3 separate regions of the Mus musculus genome follow, and regions 2 and 3 are each linked to region 1. The links are chromatin contacts, called in public HiChIP or PLAC-seq and promoter capture Hi-C maps. All regions are on one chromosome and are shown on one strand. The core of a region is the stretch at or near the end of the contact, and the rest is flanking DNA. Distances in the headings are between cores, read along the strand shown.

What was found. Promoter capture Hi-C pulls out the DNA fragments that hold promoters and counts their contacts. HiChIP or PLAC-seq counts read pairs in DNA pulled down with a chosen protein or histone mark.
Region 2: a promoter capture Hi-C map of the HPC-7 cell line shows a contact between it and region 1. The contact joins the promoter of Cpa3 here to the promoter of Hltf in region 1. A contact is called at or near these places in 1 of 39 promoter capture datasets (the HPC-7 cell line) and 2 of 484 Hi-C or Micro-C datasets (both in the G1E-ER4 cell line).
Region 3: a contact with region 1 is called in an HNF4G HiChIP or PLAC-seq map of pancreatic cancer cells. The contact joins the enhancer-like site here to the promoter of Hltf in region 1. A contact is called at or near these places in 21 of 39 promoter capture datasets (the 3T3-L1 cell line, 3T3-L1-derived adipocytes, the C10 cell line and 12 more), 2 of 15 datasets of contacts at CTCF or cohesin (large pre-B cells and pro-B cells), 26 of 484 Hi-C or Micro-C datasets (CD4 T cells, the G1E-ER4 cell line, the HPC-7 cell line and 14 more), 12 of 115 datasets of contacts at active chromatin or transcription factors (the 230-238 cell line, astrocytes, bone marrow-derived macrophages and 7 more) and 2 of 9 other capture datasets (adipose tissue and liver).

Annotation. Positions count from the first base shown.
Region 1 is chr3:20,055,488-20,060,167 of GRCm38.p6, reverse strand. It overlaps Hltf (helicase-like transcription factor), which reads right to left and starts at 2,357. Exons shown (of 25, transcript NM_009210.3): 1 at 2,161-2,357; 2 at 1,062-1,269. The coding sequence starts at 2,180.
Region 2 is chr3:20,240,329-20,245,008 of GRCm38.p6, reverse strand. It overlaps Cpa3 (carboxypeptidase A3, mast cell), which reads left to right and starts at 2,828. Exons shown (of 11, transcript NM_007753.2): 1 at 2,828-2,905; 2 at 3,019-3,094. The coding sequence starts at 2,838.
Region 3 is chr3:19,902,370-19,907,049 of GRCm38.p6, reverse strand. No RefSeq gene overlaps it. Among named protein-coding and RNA genes, the nearest start is that of Gm42190, 49 kb to the left of the region's middle. Within about 2 kb of position 2,154, at least 18 of the 459 cell types and tissues checked have an H3K27ac peak or open chromatin away from gene starts, as enhancers often do. A contact at or near this core is called in pancreatic cancer cells and rod photoreceptor, where this site is marked.

The sequences.
Region 1 (4,680 bases), core at 1,108-3,607:
TATAATAATTTTGATCATAACTGGAAGAAATACAGTTTAAATAATCAACAAAATCCAATTATTGATTGCATGTGTATACACACACACACACACACACACACACACACATATATATATATATATATATATTGATTCCATTAATAAAAATGAAATGTAAAAACTGAGAGTTTTTTTAAAGATGTATTTTATTTTTAATCATGCATATGTGTGTATGGGGGGGGACAGTAGTCATGTATGCCAGAAGAGGGCATTGGGACACCTGCAGCTGCAGTTGCTGTTGTGCCAGCCAAGAGTACTGAGAATAGTACTCTAATCCTCTGCAGGAACAGCAAGGGCTCTTACCTGCTGAGTCGTCTCTTCAGCTCCCAAACTGCAGTTTAAAGAAATACAGACTGAACTATACTAATGTAAAGTGATACAACTGGTATTTGTTTTTACAGGACAAAAAGAAAAGAAAAGAAAAGAAAAGAAAAGAAAAGAAAAGAAAAGAAAAGAAAAGAAAAGAAAAGAAGAGAAGAGAAAGCAAGCAAAAATAGAAAATACTTGCTAACCATTGAATCTTATTCTCATTTTGTTAGAAACTTTCTCATAATAAATTAAATATCATTAGAATTATATTACTAAATAACAAAGATGCCCTTAATAAAGATTATTGTTCAAAGAAAATTATATATATATATATATATATTCTCAATCTGTCCATTTTCTTTCTCTCACACACATTTTCACATACATTCATTTCAGAGAACAGGAATACATAAGAAAGAACAAGGACTGTTTTTACTACAAAAATGAATAACCTAATGCAAAACATGATGGATTTGAAGTCATTTCTTAAATTTACCACGTTCCTCAGTAATCACAAGGACCAAATGTGTGGGCAAAAGTGCTTTATAAACTATAAGCATAGGAGAAAAGTAAGAAGTTAATCAGTTAGTCAAGGTATTTATGACTAGCCTTTCATTCAAAGTAAAACATTCATTGTATACATCACCTTTTACTATAACTTACTGTTAAAACCATAAACATACCATAATTTTATTATCTAATCTTTTACTTACAACTCCTGTGTAATAGCGTAGTCCAACAACTTGTCCTCTCATAGTTCCAAATAAAACCAAATCTTGCTCTTCATCACTCGTTAGGAAGTCATCTGGAGGAATAATGTCTTGGAATTCAAAATGTGGCAAGAAAGTTGAGTATGAAAGTCTTGGAATATTTTCGTGTGATCCATACTGGACAGACTGCGAATACTTCCAAACAGGACCCCTGTTTTAAAACAAAACAAAAAACCAAAAACAAAACAGGACTTGTTTTTCTTTTTTTGGTTTTTCGAGACAGAGTTTCTCTGTATAGCCCTGGCTGTCCTGGTCCCCTAACCCCTTCCCCTCTTCTCTTTCCTTTTCTGAAACTGGGTTTCTCTGTGTAGCCTTGGCTGTCCTACTCGCTCAGTAGACCAGGCTGGCCTCAAACTCAGAGATCCACCTGCCTCTCCCTCCCAGGTACTTGGCTACCACTGCCCGCTATGAAAATAACTTTAAATTTTAACATAAATGCATCCACAGCATCCTCTGCTTTAACTCCTTTGGAACAGAACACATTTTAAATCGAGCATCTAAATTGTGACACTATAGAGAACTGACCTTGAAGCCCCATTATTTTAAAGGATAGGGATAATTGTTGCAAAAATGGGCATGAAAACCACAGTAGATGATGAAAAGAGGTGTTTGCTGGAAGCCTCCTAGAAGATGTAGTTCTCCTAAAAACACACGGGGCTATCAAGTCGCGAGTTTCCCTCTCAGCTCCTCTGCAAATATGCTTTAGTGCGCTTTTGCATAGTGCCGGGAAATACAAGTTGGAAGCTGTTACCATAACAATGCCTAGCGAACAGTGGGATAACATTGGTGAATAAATCACCCCCCGCTTCCACCCCCCCCGCCACCCCCCCCCCCCCCCCCCGCCAAGCCCTTGACGCAGATTCTCCGAGGTCGCAGCCACTCTGGTCAGCCGCGACAATGCATTGGTGCCTCCAGGAGCAACACCGGCAAGCGACCCGCAGAAGGGATGCAAACTGCACCTATAAAGCGCCCGGGCGCGCACCTTCACTAGAATAGAGCGCAGAGCAATTGGCCTCACGCCCAGCCCCCCTCAGCCCTTCACCTCGTGAACGTATAGGACATGGCGCGGGGCGGGGTGACTTCGGGATGCCCTGGGCTCCCCAGATCTTCCCAGACAGCCTGATAAAGCTCCTCAAGGCGTCGTGGCCCAGGCGCCGGAATCCAAATCAGAACCGCCAGGCCGCGTCCGCCCGGTGAGACGTGTCCACACCACTCCTTCCTGCAACAGTCTGAGAAACCGGTGACGTTCTGCGATCGGCACCGCCAGGGCCCAATCCAAAGGAAGAGTCTACGAAGACCAACCAATCACAATACAAGAGGGTGGGGAGCTCCGCCCAGTGCTGCGATTCAAAGGCAGTGCGGCGCGTCCGGGTTCTACCTGGTTCTTCCGCAGTCCGAGACGCCTTGCACGGTAAAACATCGAGGCTTCTTGAGTGAGCCACAGGGCTCAAGGTTCTGACGGACTAGGGGGAAAGAGGTCTTCTAGCCACTGCCCTAACTCCTCAAGGATGTCCCCATAGGTCAGACGCTCCCTATCTGATGGAATGCCTAACAGGGCCTACTCCAGTAGGAGCCCTGGGTGGGATACCTGCATTTCCTCTGCTGAGCCCTGACTCTATTTATTCTTAGCGACCTCCGTGTATGCGAGACCCTGAGTTCTGGAAATCTGAATGAGAACTTACGAATTTCCTTCTCCCATCTCGCTTTTATTGTGTTTAAAGAAATTTTTTTCCCTTGGTAGAAGAAAGCCATAAAGTAATACAACCTTATAGCTCTTGCTGAAAAAGGCAGACTGGTCCAACATTAGTTGTAAGGTCCGAGGTGGTGGCTGGGGCTACGTGTGTTTTCTTAGGAAAATGAAGGAGGCACTATAAAGAAACTTTTTTTTTCTCTCTTTTTTTTTTTAATTAGGTATTTACTCGTTTACATTTCCAATGCTATCCCAAAAGTCCCCCATACCCACCCACTCCCCCTTTTTGGCCCTGGCGTTCCCCTGTACTGGGGCATATAAAGTTTATATGTTTATACTTTATAATCTAAAGGGACATTTCACTTTGGAGTTTTGTATGCAACAGTATCAGGCAAGGTAAAGGTAATTCCAGCATCTTGAAAGACCATAAAACTACTTTTGATGAAGCAGCCATTAACTGCTGCATCTTCTGCTGCACCAACAGTAGGAAGCTAAAGGTATTGCCCAGCCAAACATAATAGGGTGTGCTGTAAACCATCGGAATGTCTAGATGTGTTTGTAAACATTTTAAACACTGGAAGTCATCCTTCCTAGAGTGGTCCATTTTATGCTTCCATCAGCAGAGGATGAAAGGTGGTCAGTAAGATGTTTTAAGAGGCACATGTTCATTGTCTTAAATATTGATGATCTGTGAACTAAAAGTAAAATGTGACCATTTGAGGATTGTCTGCTGGAATGGCACCCTAGGGAATGCTATGATAAAAAGAAAGGAGAGAGAGAGAAGCAAAAACAAGAAAACTAACTTTAACAGTATTAAGAGACAATTTATGCTGGAGGCAAATATCAGTCATTGGCCTGGGAACACAGAATTAGGCCACCCCAAGTGCTATGTTTCAATTGAAGCCATTTCATGAAGCTTTTATACTAACAGGACAAAGAAAGTCATAAATCAAGATACTTTCCAAATATATTTGGTGTGACCATTAGGTAGGTGGGAAAGAGTATTACAGGGAACCTTTATTAGAGACCTAAGATACTGACATTATCCTTAGCTGTTTAGTTTGCTGAGTGGTAGCACTGTATGTACATTCCAAATGATTTACCCTGTGGTCACAGAAACATGTTAAGTGCAGAGGAGGACAATAAGTAGCAATTAAGAAGGCTAGAGATGGCCTAAGAAAATTTGGCTCTGGGTTTGCAGCATTTGAAATGCTGCACAATCATTGTAGCTCAGTTAATCAGCCTTACAGAAGATTCATTTGATGGCGCATCATCTTCCCTGGGATTTTTGTGCATGTTAAACAGGCACTCTTCCTCTGAGTTACATCTCTAGCCCTCACTGAGAATCTGAAGAATGAAATATTTCATTCCCCCAACAGGAAACTTACTGCAGATAATGTTTCGTTTGCTTCGGATATTTTACTTTCTTCATGGTATATTATGATACAAATGCAAAGTTGGGTTTTGGGTTTTTGTTTGTTTTTTTTTTTTTCCAGTATTAGGTATTGAATCTTAGGGCCTGTCCAACCTGGGAAAGCTCTCTATCCACAGCCTTTATTTTATTTGAAACTTTGTGACAAGGACTCAGAAAGTTACCCAGGCTGGGGATTCTGAGGGCAACTTTGATCCTGAAGCAGAAGCCTCAGCCTCCACAGTAACTGGTAACATTTTATGTGTAAAATTAAGAAAGCTATGCTCATTGGACTAAATAATAAAATTCCTTATAACATGGTTCTTTAACAGCATTTTTTTTTCTGCTGAGAGCAAAAACCTAAACCCCAACATCAAAGACAAACCATTGTCCTCTGACAAGGACTGGACTCAGTCGGCCCCTCAACCCGCAGGAGAATCAGGGTCCTGGTATTCAGGTGG
Region 2 (4,680 bases), core at 1,579-4,078, 180 kb before region 1:
TGTTCTTTTTGAAGAAACAAGCTTTGGAAACAGCCGTATACTTCTGTATAATAAATGTCTGAAAGAAAGAAAGAAAGAAAGAAAGAAAGAAAGAAAGAAAGAAAGAAAGAAAGAAAGGAAGGAAGGAAGGAAGGAAGGAAGGAAGGAAGGAAGGAAGGAAGGAAGGAAGGAAGCTACGTTGGCTCTGTATGCCAAGAAATAACACACATTCTGAATAAATGTTCATGAATATTTCTGAAATCTACTGTCCTTTGCCTCAAACAGTAAGTGGACAGTTGTGGGGAATGACCTGAATGTGTGTAGGTCAAGATTTTATTCAGAAACACTGACTTATCAACATGCAATGGATATTACAAGTCAAAAGATGTACTTTAGCATCAGAATCTAATCGTGAGGTTACCATTTGCCTCGAATTATCTAGATCCCTAGGAAAACCAAGCCTCTTCCCAACTTTATACAAAAGTGGTGTAAGGTTGTGTCAGGACTACTGAGGTGAGTTGCTTCTCCCCTTCTACTATGTGAGTCCCACAGATCCAGTTCTGATCATCAGGCTTGGTGTCAAAGTTTTAAGACCAAAAGAAAAAAACAATACTCTAGACGACCATAATTAAAGGAGATTTTTTTCTATTTTCTTGTATAATTGGCAAAATGATTTTCAGATTAGAGGTTTTTAAATCTGAAGATGAAGTGCCTAGAATCAATTCCCTTTCTTGAATTAGAAAGCAACATAAATGCAGAGAGAAGTTTCACCCCCCCTTAAGGGCACAGCCTTTACTTGAGTCTACCACATGATACATGTTGATACTGATCAGCTCTGCAGCCTGACAGTGGCCAACTGTAAGTTTCTGTTTGTAGACCCTGAAAGTGAGCTTATACTTTATCTAGTCTTTACCAGATGCTAATTCCTTTCCATACACTATCTCGGTTAATCTTGTCATTCATGAACATCTTCATAACATCTTTACAGATAAGGAACTAAGGCAAGACACTAGTCACAAGGGTACAGCTGAGGTTTAGGAGCAGTTTTAAGCTTGTATCTGTTTAAATCTAAAAGCAAGCTTTTCCTTTTCAGTTTGCTCTTGTGAAACACACATTCTGGCAAAAGCCTTTGCTCTGAGAGTTTCTACTGCTGTCATCACTGACCAGTGAAGACATATGGCATTTTGCAAAAATGTACACTTTCTTATCTTCAGAGTTTAGAAAAGATTCTTGGGAGAATACATGAAACTCGTGGATGGAGTATAAATTGTTGCTCTGATAATAAGAACATCCTCCAATAATAATATTTTGATTATTTATAATATGTAACCAAGTTACTTCCTGGCATAGACTTACAGTCTCAGAAGCAATAAGGCTGAGGTAAGAAGTTGAGGCCAACTCAAACATAGCAATAGCTTGTCCACCCAACCTTCCAAAGAAAGAAAGAGAGAGAGGAGGAGGAGGAGGAAGAGGAAGAGGAGAAGGAAAAGGAGGAGGAGAAGGAGAAGGAGGAAGAGGAGGAGGAGGAGGAGGAGGAGGAGGAGGAGGAGGAGGAGGAGGAGGAGAAGGAGAAGGAGAAGGAGAAGGAGAAGGAGAAGGAGAAGGAGAAGGAGAAGGAGAAGAAGAAGAAGAAGAAGAAGAAGAAGAAGAAGAAGAAGAAGAAGAAGAAGAAGAAGAAGAAGAAGAACAAGAAGAAGAAGAAGAAGAACAAGAAGAAGAACAAGAACAAGAACAAGAAGAAGAACAAGAACAAGAAGAACAAGAAGAACAAGAAGAACAAGAAGAACAAGAAGAACAAGAACAAGAAGAACAAGAAGAAGAAGAACAAGAACAAGAAGAACAAGAAGAACAAGAAGAACAAGAAGAACAAGAAGAACAAGAAGAACAAGAACAAGAACAAGAACAAGAACAAGAACAAGAACAAGAACAAGAACAACAAGAAGAAAGAGGGGGAGGAGGAGGATAAAGTTTCATTACGTAAGACTATATACCAAAGCCAGGCAGTGGTGACACATGCCTTTAATTCCAGCACTTGGATTTCGAAATCTGAGTTCGAGACCAGCCTGGTCGACAGAGTGAGTTCCAGGACAGCCAGGGATATATAGAGAAACTCTGTCTAGAAAACCCAAAAATAAAAAGTTAAAAAATAAATAAATAAAAGACTATACACCAAAGTTCTGTGGCAGTTACTCAAATTCATTTGAGGTTATAAATGTAACTTTTAAAATGTAGGATAGAGATCAGTGCAGTGGGTCAGTGGGTAAAGACACCTGCCACCAAGACCCATGATTTGAGTCCAATCCCCCAAAACTCAAATGATAGAAGGATGGAATGTGTTCTCTATTTAAGTTGTCCTCTGATCTCCACACATATATCATAGCATGAACAAACTCCACTCCAAACACATACTCACAAAAATTAAGTATATTAATTGTTTTGTATTTAAAACCTATGAGTATGCTTCAACCTATTTAATTGAAGCTTCCTGGGAGGCTAGTATTTTAGAACAGAGGTACGTTACTGTCTTATCTCTGTGAATAGACTCATCCTATCACCTTGAACACACTACTTGCTGAAGGGATTTTTCCCAATCTTTTTTAGAGACATTTATATCTCCTATTAATAAGAAAGTAGAGGGCTGGAGAGGTGGCTCAGCCATTAGAGGCTAGGCTCACAACCAAAAATATAAGAAAGTAGAGAGAGGCCTGGATATTCACAACCCTGCCCCCTCTCAACTGAAAAAATATGAGGTGGAAGGACTGTTCATCCCCAGGAACCACAAAGGAAATCAGCTGTTCGTCGAGATAAAAGCTGAGGTATAAAACCCGTATAGGGGTCAGATCAAGCCAAGAAAAAACATGAGGTTCTTCTTGCTTATGGCTGTCATCTACACTACACTTGCAATTGCTCCTGTCCACTTTGACAGGTAAATTTCTCTATCTATAGTCCAGTCTCTGGGTGAAAAAGGAGGTAAGGAATATGGCTTCAAAATTCACTGAAATTTTGTTTCTTTGGTTTCTGTCTTTTATCTACTTGAAGGGAGAAGGTATTCCGTGTGAAACTCCAGAATGAAAAGCACGCCAGTGTCTTGAAGAACTTGACCCAAAGCATTGAGGTAAACCATTCAGAGGGGTCTTATCTCTTTCTTTTCAATTCTCTAAGAGATATTCCTTCCATTTTATCTTCAGTGCCCACTGGTTATGAAAGGTTGACAAACGAGGGAGGAAGAGGAATGACGGAAACGATTGGGATAACTCAGCCAGGAGCCAGCACCACACCTAGTTTTGTTTCCATGGTTCACTTCTTTTCCTTCCTGCTTTACAAGCAATAGCTCCTAAGTACTCTGTAAAACAAGGGGAATCCTTGGCACCTTTTCCATTACCCCCTTTCCTGTCTGTACTCTGAGTCCCCCCACCCACAACATCCACTCCAATTTCTTCTGGTGACTTCTGTTCAAGTACAATCTGATGAGAGTAAAGTACTGGCTGGTGATAGCTTTCCAACAGTGAGGATTCCTTCAAAAGAGATTCTTAAATATAAGCAGTTTCTTAAAATCTAACAAAAAAGAGAACATTTTCTATCATGGGTTAAGCCACTCCTATCACACAAGTCAGCTTGGCCCAGTCACCTTGCTCTTATTTCATATTTACCATCAGATTTACAATGTAACATCCTTGAAACAGAACCTGACATAAAAAGGTGGTAACTGAAACTGCCAACATCACTCATCAGATTTAAACCCAGAACCAAGCCTGTCCTTCATTCCAGTCACGCTTCTCTTCAGTCAAACCAGTCAGAAGTTCTCCCTATTCTAGTTCCTGAGTATCCTTCACACTCACACTATCCTTGCCTCTGTGCAGCTATGCTCTGCCTCAGACTGGAGCAATTGCAGAAATTGCCGTGTTCTTTCTGTTAGGAGATTCTGCTCCTTCTTCTGCTGTTAGCTCACATGATGGAAATGCTTATATGCAGCTTTGTCTGGCACACAAAACCTCCTCTTATTACTTCCCTATGGGACACTGCTGTGGCACACCTATGTGCTTGCCACTTAATAAATGTTCACAACAGTACTTTGAGCATGAAACTCTTCCTCCACATTTTTTGCTATAATGAAGATGTTGTTATTGTGATATTTAGCCTATAAACTAGCCCCTGATATGTTCACCTTATTCTATGATGTTTCAAAGTAAACAGATGTGTTGGTTGGTTGAAAAAAAACCTCTTGTTGTCCCATGGTGGGCTGCCCCAAACCTGAAGTGTGATGTAACTAAGAGATAGCCACAGTGACTTGGAACATACCTCTATCTTGGTGTAATGGCGGAGACCCAGCAGCTCCCTCACATCTCCCAGGTAGAGTGCCATAGTGAAGACTGGACATCATCTTCACATATCTCAGACTGTGTATTTGTACTTCACTGGGTTTCAAAATTAGCTGTGATTTTAAAGAAACTCAAGAGCTTGAACCTTCTCAAACTGTTTTAACCTCAGTGCTGTTCTTGCAGGCTGAAATTGCTGAAATTTCCAGCTATGGGCAATAGCAAAGAGGACATCAGCACTCATGATATCTCAGGGCATATATCCACCTCACTACATCTATAGCACCCACCAGGGAAGCCTATTAACCACATTTTTAAATTAAAGCACACTGAAAAGCAATCAGTTACAGTGATTTGGTCAAGGGCATATTACTAAAATAGTAAA
Region 3 (4,680 bases), core at 905-3,404, 150 kb after region 1:
CACTTTGCCTACATGTCAGTGGCAGAAAGTAAAACTTAAGCTTATGTAAAAACTCAAAATGAGGTTATTTATCAAGCTCTACTTGGTCAAGGCCTGCAGGCAGCTATGAGGAGCACGCTGAAGGTCCACCCACATGGGGCCCTGGATTGTGAGACTCCAGCCCTCACAGGTCAGGAGTTTTGACTGAACCATGTGACTCTCAACTCACCCTGGAACATTCTATGTAATTTTCCCACATCTTCAAGGAATTTACATTCAAACTGACACTGCACTTGCGCCACTAGTAGCACCCAGACCACAGGCCTCCCAAGGTCAACTACTCCCATCCCACCCCTCTATCCTCTATGAAAGCCTCAGGCTGTGTGAGCTGGTCAATTCCCAGAAGATTTCACCTCAGTGATGCTGGTCTCTTCTTAATCACTGCTAATTTCTTAGCTCCAACTAACCAGCATCAATTGTCCCAGTAGTTCCTTCCATTCTTAACTCTAGAACCAGAGCCACATGGCTGAAGCTGCCAAGTTCTGCTGTTTGCAGGACATAGAACATGATCCCCTTGTACTATTACATTATCACTGGCTTTATGTTTTCCAAATCCTTCACTGCCTAAGCTTCGCTGTCCTGGATCTTGTTCTGTAGATTGACCTTGAACACAGAGATCTGCATGGCTGTCTCCTGGGATTAAAGGTGTGTACCAACAAGCCAGAATCTAAATTTAGCTGGGTAGGATCTTGCCCCAAGGTCCCACTCCCTTAATCTGTTATCTCCTAGAACACAGGATTTTGCTCCATTTCACTTCCTGGTACCCCTTTAATACTCGAAATTGTATATTTTTCCTTTCTAAGCTTGCTATGCTGTTCAAACTTCTCTTCATAAGACTTAACCAGAGAACAAAGTCTTTGCTGGGCTTTTTTTGAAACTTCCTTTGTCAATGCAATTAATCTGAGTCTCTTCACCTTAGCCTTGGGCAGACTTTTCAGACAAGGTAAAAAAAGTAGCCACATTCTTCACCAAAACACCACAAAAACAGTCTTTATGCCACATTCTGAAATTATTATCCTTTGAAATCTCTTGGGCCAGGTCAACACAGTTCAAATTACTCCCAACAACAAAGTCTTCCATATTCCTACTAGGATGACCCATTAAGCCTCATTTAAAGCATTCCACTGAGTTCCAAATCCAAAGTCCCCAAATCCACATTCTTTCAAATAAAAGCATGGTTAGGCTTATCACAGCAATACCCCAGTCCCTGGTACCAACTTGTCTTAGCCAGGGTTTCCTTTCTTTCTTTCTTTCTTTCTTTCTTTCTTTCTTTCTTTCTTTCTTTCTTTCTTTCTTTCTTTCTTTCCTTCTTTCTTTCTTTCTTTCTTTCTTTCTTCCTCCCCCCCACACCCTCTGGAGACACGGTTTCTCTGTATAGCCCTGGCTGTCCTGGAACTCACTTTGTAGACTAGGCTGGCCTCGAACTCAGAAATCCACCTGCCTCTGCCTCCCAAGTGCTGGGATTAAAGGCATGTGCCACCACTGCCCGGCTAAGTCAGGGTTTCTATTCCTGCACAAACATCATGACCAAGAAGCAAGTTGGGGAGGAAAGGGTTTATTCAGCTTACACTTCCATACTGCTGTTCATCACCAAGGAAGTCAGGACTGGAACTCAAGCAGGTCAAGAAGCAGGAGCTGATGCAGAGGCCATGGAAGGATGTTTCTTACTGGCTTGCTTCCTCTGGCTTGCTCAGCCTGCTCTTACAGAACCCGATACTACCAGCCCAGGGATGGCATCACCCACAATGGGCCCTCCCACCCTTGATCACTAATTGAGAAAATGCCCCACAGCTGGATCTCATGGAGGCATTTCTCCAACTGAAGCTCCTTTCTCTGTGATAACTCCAGCCTGTGTCAATTGACACAGAATCAGCCTGTAGAGAGGGTCTTGCCTTAGTGGTGAGTCAGCCTGTGTCAATTGACACAGAACCAGCCTGTAGAGAGGGTCTTGCCTTAGTGGTGAGTCAGCAAATACTTGACTCCATAGCCTCCTCCCCACCATTCCAAAATTCAAATCTGGAATTTAAACATCCAGGGAGGGAAAAGGTAAGGGGAGGAAAACTCGGTACCTCAGTTACTCTGTCTTCCTGAGGTCAAGACAAAACATAACGCAAGGCTGACACCTAGTGGCTACCTACTTGCTACAGGAGCCCACCCTGCATTAAACTAAGGACCAACTGAGAAACAAAGGAAGAAAGATATCTGAAATCAGTGCTGGCGACATGCCTGCCTCTGCCCATCCTTTCATGTTATTTTAAGTTCTAAGGATAATTAAGTCACTTCTACCTCTTATCTGAGGGTTCTGCCTGGCCCTCTCTTGCGTTCTGCAATGTTCACCTGGATTGATTTCCTCAGCTCCCTCCTCACTATCCTCTATCCTATTAAGAGATTCATGTCTGAAGCCCTCAGGCTTGCTCATCCTTTGGTTCTAGCCCTGGTCTACATTTGTGGACTGTTTCCTTCACACAAATTTTTCTAGAAGTGTGTTTCTAGTACACTTCTGGCCCTGGCAATCGAGTCATAGCTTCCAGGCTGGATTTTACTTTGGTATTGGAGCTCTGGCAGTTTTAATAATTAGGCTCAGTCACTTGTCCTCAATAGGCCAGTCAAGGGGCCAAAAAAGCAAAGGCAGAGAGAAATTTATTCAATGTGGCTGCACCAGGAAGGGGGTCTGACATAAGGCATAGGTTTAAGTGGGGGAATGGAGAGATGGCTCATCAGTTAAGAGCTACTCTTCCAGTAGGCAGGGGATGTTTCTTTGGGCTCCAATACTCCCTGCTCACCTGGATTGTCTCTTCCTTCTCCTGCTCATTTCCCACTCTGCCCAAGCCTTACACATGGGGCTTTGCTCCCGGGCTGCCTTCAGGCCCCCTTCCTTCTCCCTTACCCTTTATGGTCTCACATACTAAGACCCCGGATAGCGCTCCACTTACCTCTCGGTCTTTGCCATTCTGCTTTCACTGTCATTTCTCATCCAGATGTTTACTAGTTACCAAATTGGTTTCTCAGCTGCATCCTTGTTAGCTCTCTTCCCCAGTGTGGTCAGGGGCATTTTCCCTATGACCCCACTTCTTTAAAGCTTCTTTCCACGGCAAATAAACTTCAGACCCAGCCCTGCCTGCTTGGCTCCTTATCTTGCTTCATCTCTGGGGTTTAGCTCCTAAAAAATTAACAGTGTCTCTTTTCTCCTCTCTTCACTACCTTCCTCCCTTCCACACCGTGAATTTTGCCCTAGACATTTCCTTGCTTGGGATCCACTTTCCTTCTCTTCCGCTCTCTTCTTAATACATATGTTCTCTCCTGCCTCTTCTGGAGTACTCTCCTGAGGCCCCAGCCAGGAACACTTTCTCTGTGACCCAATGCACTGCACTTCCTAACTAAAACTGTTCCCAGGGGCTAGAGGGATGGCTCAGTGCTTAAGATGGCTCTTATTCCAGAGAACTTGGCTTTGATTCCCAGAACCCACAAGGAGGCTCACAACCCTCTGCAATGTCAGTTCCAGGCAATTCAGTGCCCTCGAGTCTTCTCCAGGCACACACGTGCTGCACAGACAGACATACAGGCAGAGGAGACACCCACACACATGAAATAAACTGCTTCCAAACTCACTCCATACACCCCCTTTTCCCACTCCACTTTCCACTGGCACCAGTGTGCTAACATAACTGCATTCACCCCGAATTTTCTTTGCAGGTCTTCTCAAGCCCTTTACACATTGATGTAGATATCAATAGAGTGAAAATTAGCTCCCCAAGTTTTGGTCATGGACCTCTTTTACCACAAGCATCCTGAGATGTGAGTGCTTCAGGGTGAGAGACCTGTGACACAATTTACCATTTCATTATAGACTGGGGAACAAGGACTGAAAAGCCAAAGTTAAACCCATGGCTATTCCACTGCTATATAACATCAAACAAAATCATTTTCACACTTTCCTTATGCTAGAAGACACTTAGAATGCAGGATTTGTCACAAAGATTATTGACTGCTCCAACAGTTTGTGCACAGTATGTGCTTCCCGGTATGTTCCACTGTTTTCCTATTCATGCCTCAATCTTTACTGTCTCCTAGGAAGGCAGCACACTGGCACTATACTCTGTCTCTGCTGTGACTACTCCCTCTCCCAGATTCCTTTCCAGTCCCTGTCCTTTCCCTGTCTCATATCTGATTCCATTTCCCAGGCTGACACATGCACTCAGTCTTTCTGGAAGGAAATCGGGTCAGGCAGGGTAAATCCTTGTGGTCTTTTCCTTTTTACAACCGATCTGCTGAGACCTTCAACAGGTGCCTTATTGGATCTTTAAATAGTCTGAGCTCACCTGACTATTATAATAGTCACCATTGTTGTAATTTCCGAAAAGACCAGTTTCTGACGGTGTATACACCTAGACCCAGGATACACATGTTGCTTGATATATTATTTTAGCAACAATGCCAAGTTCTACACTGTCACACTGTGGGAGCAGGCCAGCTTCTTTGGGACTATTTGCTTAATGGTAGCTATGCCACATTGCATCGTCCTGTCCTTGCATGGTATAAGGTCCAGCCCAGCCCAGCACATACTGTCCAATTGCCTGTCTGGTACACACAGTGGTTACCAAGTACTATGGCATCCTTGGTGCAGCCTGTACTCATGCTGTG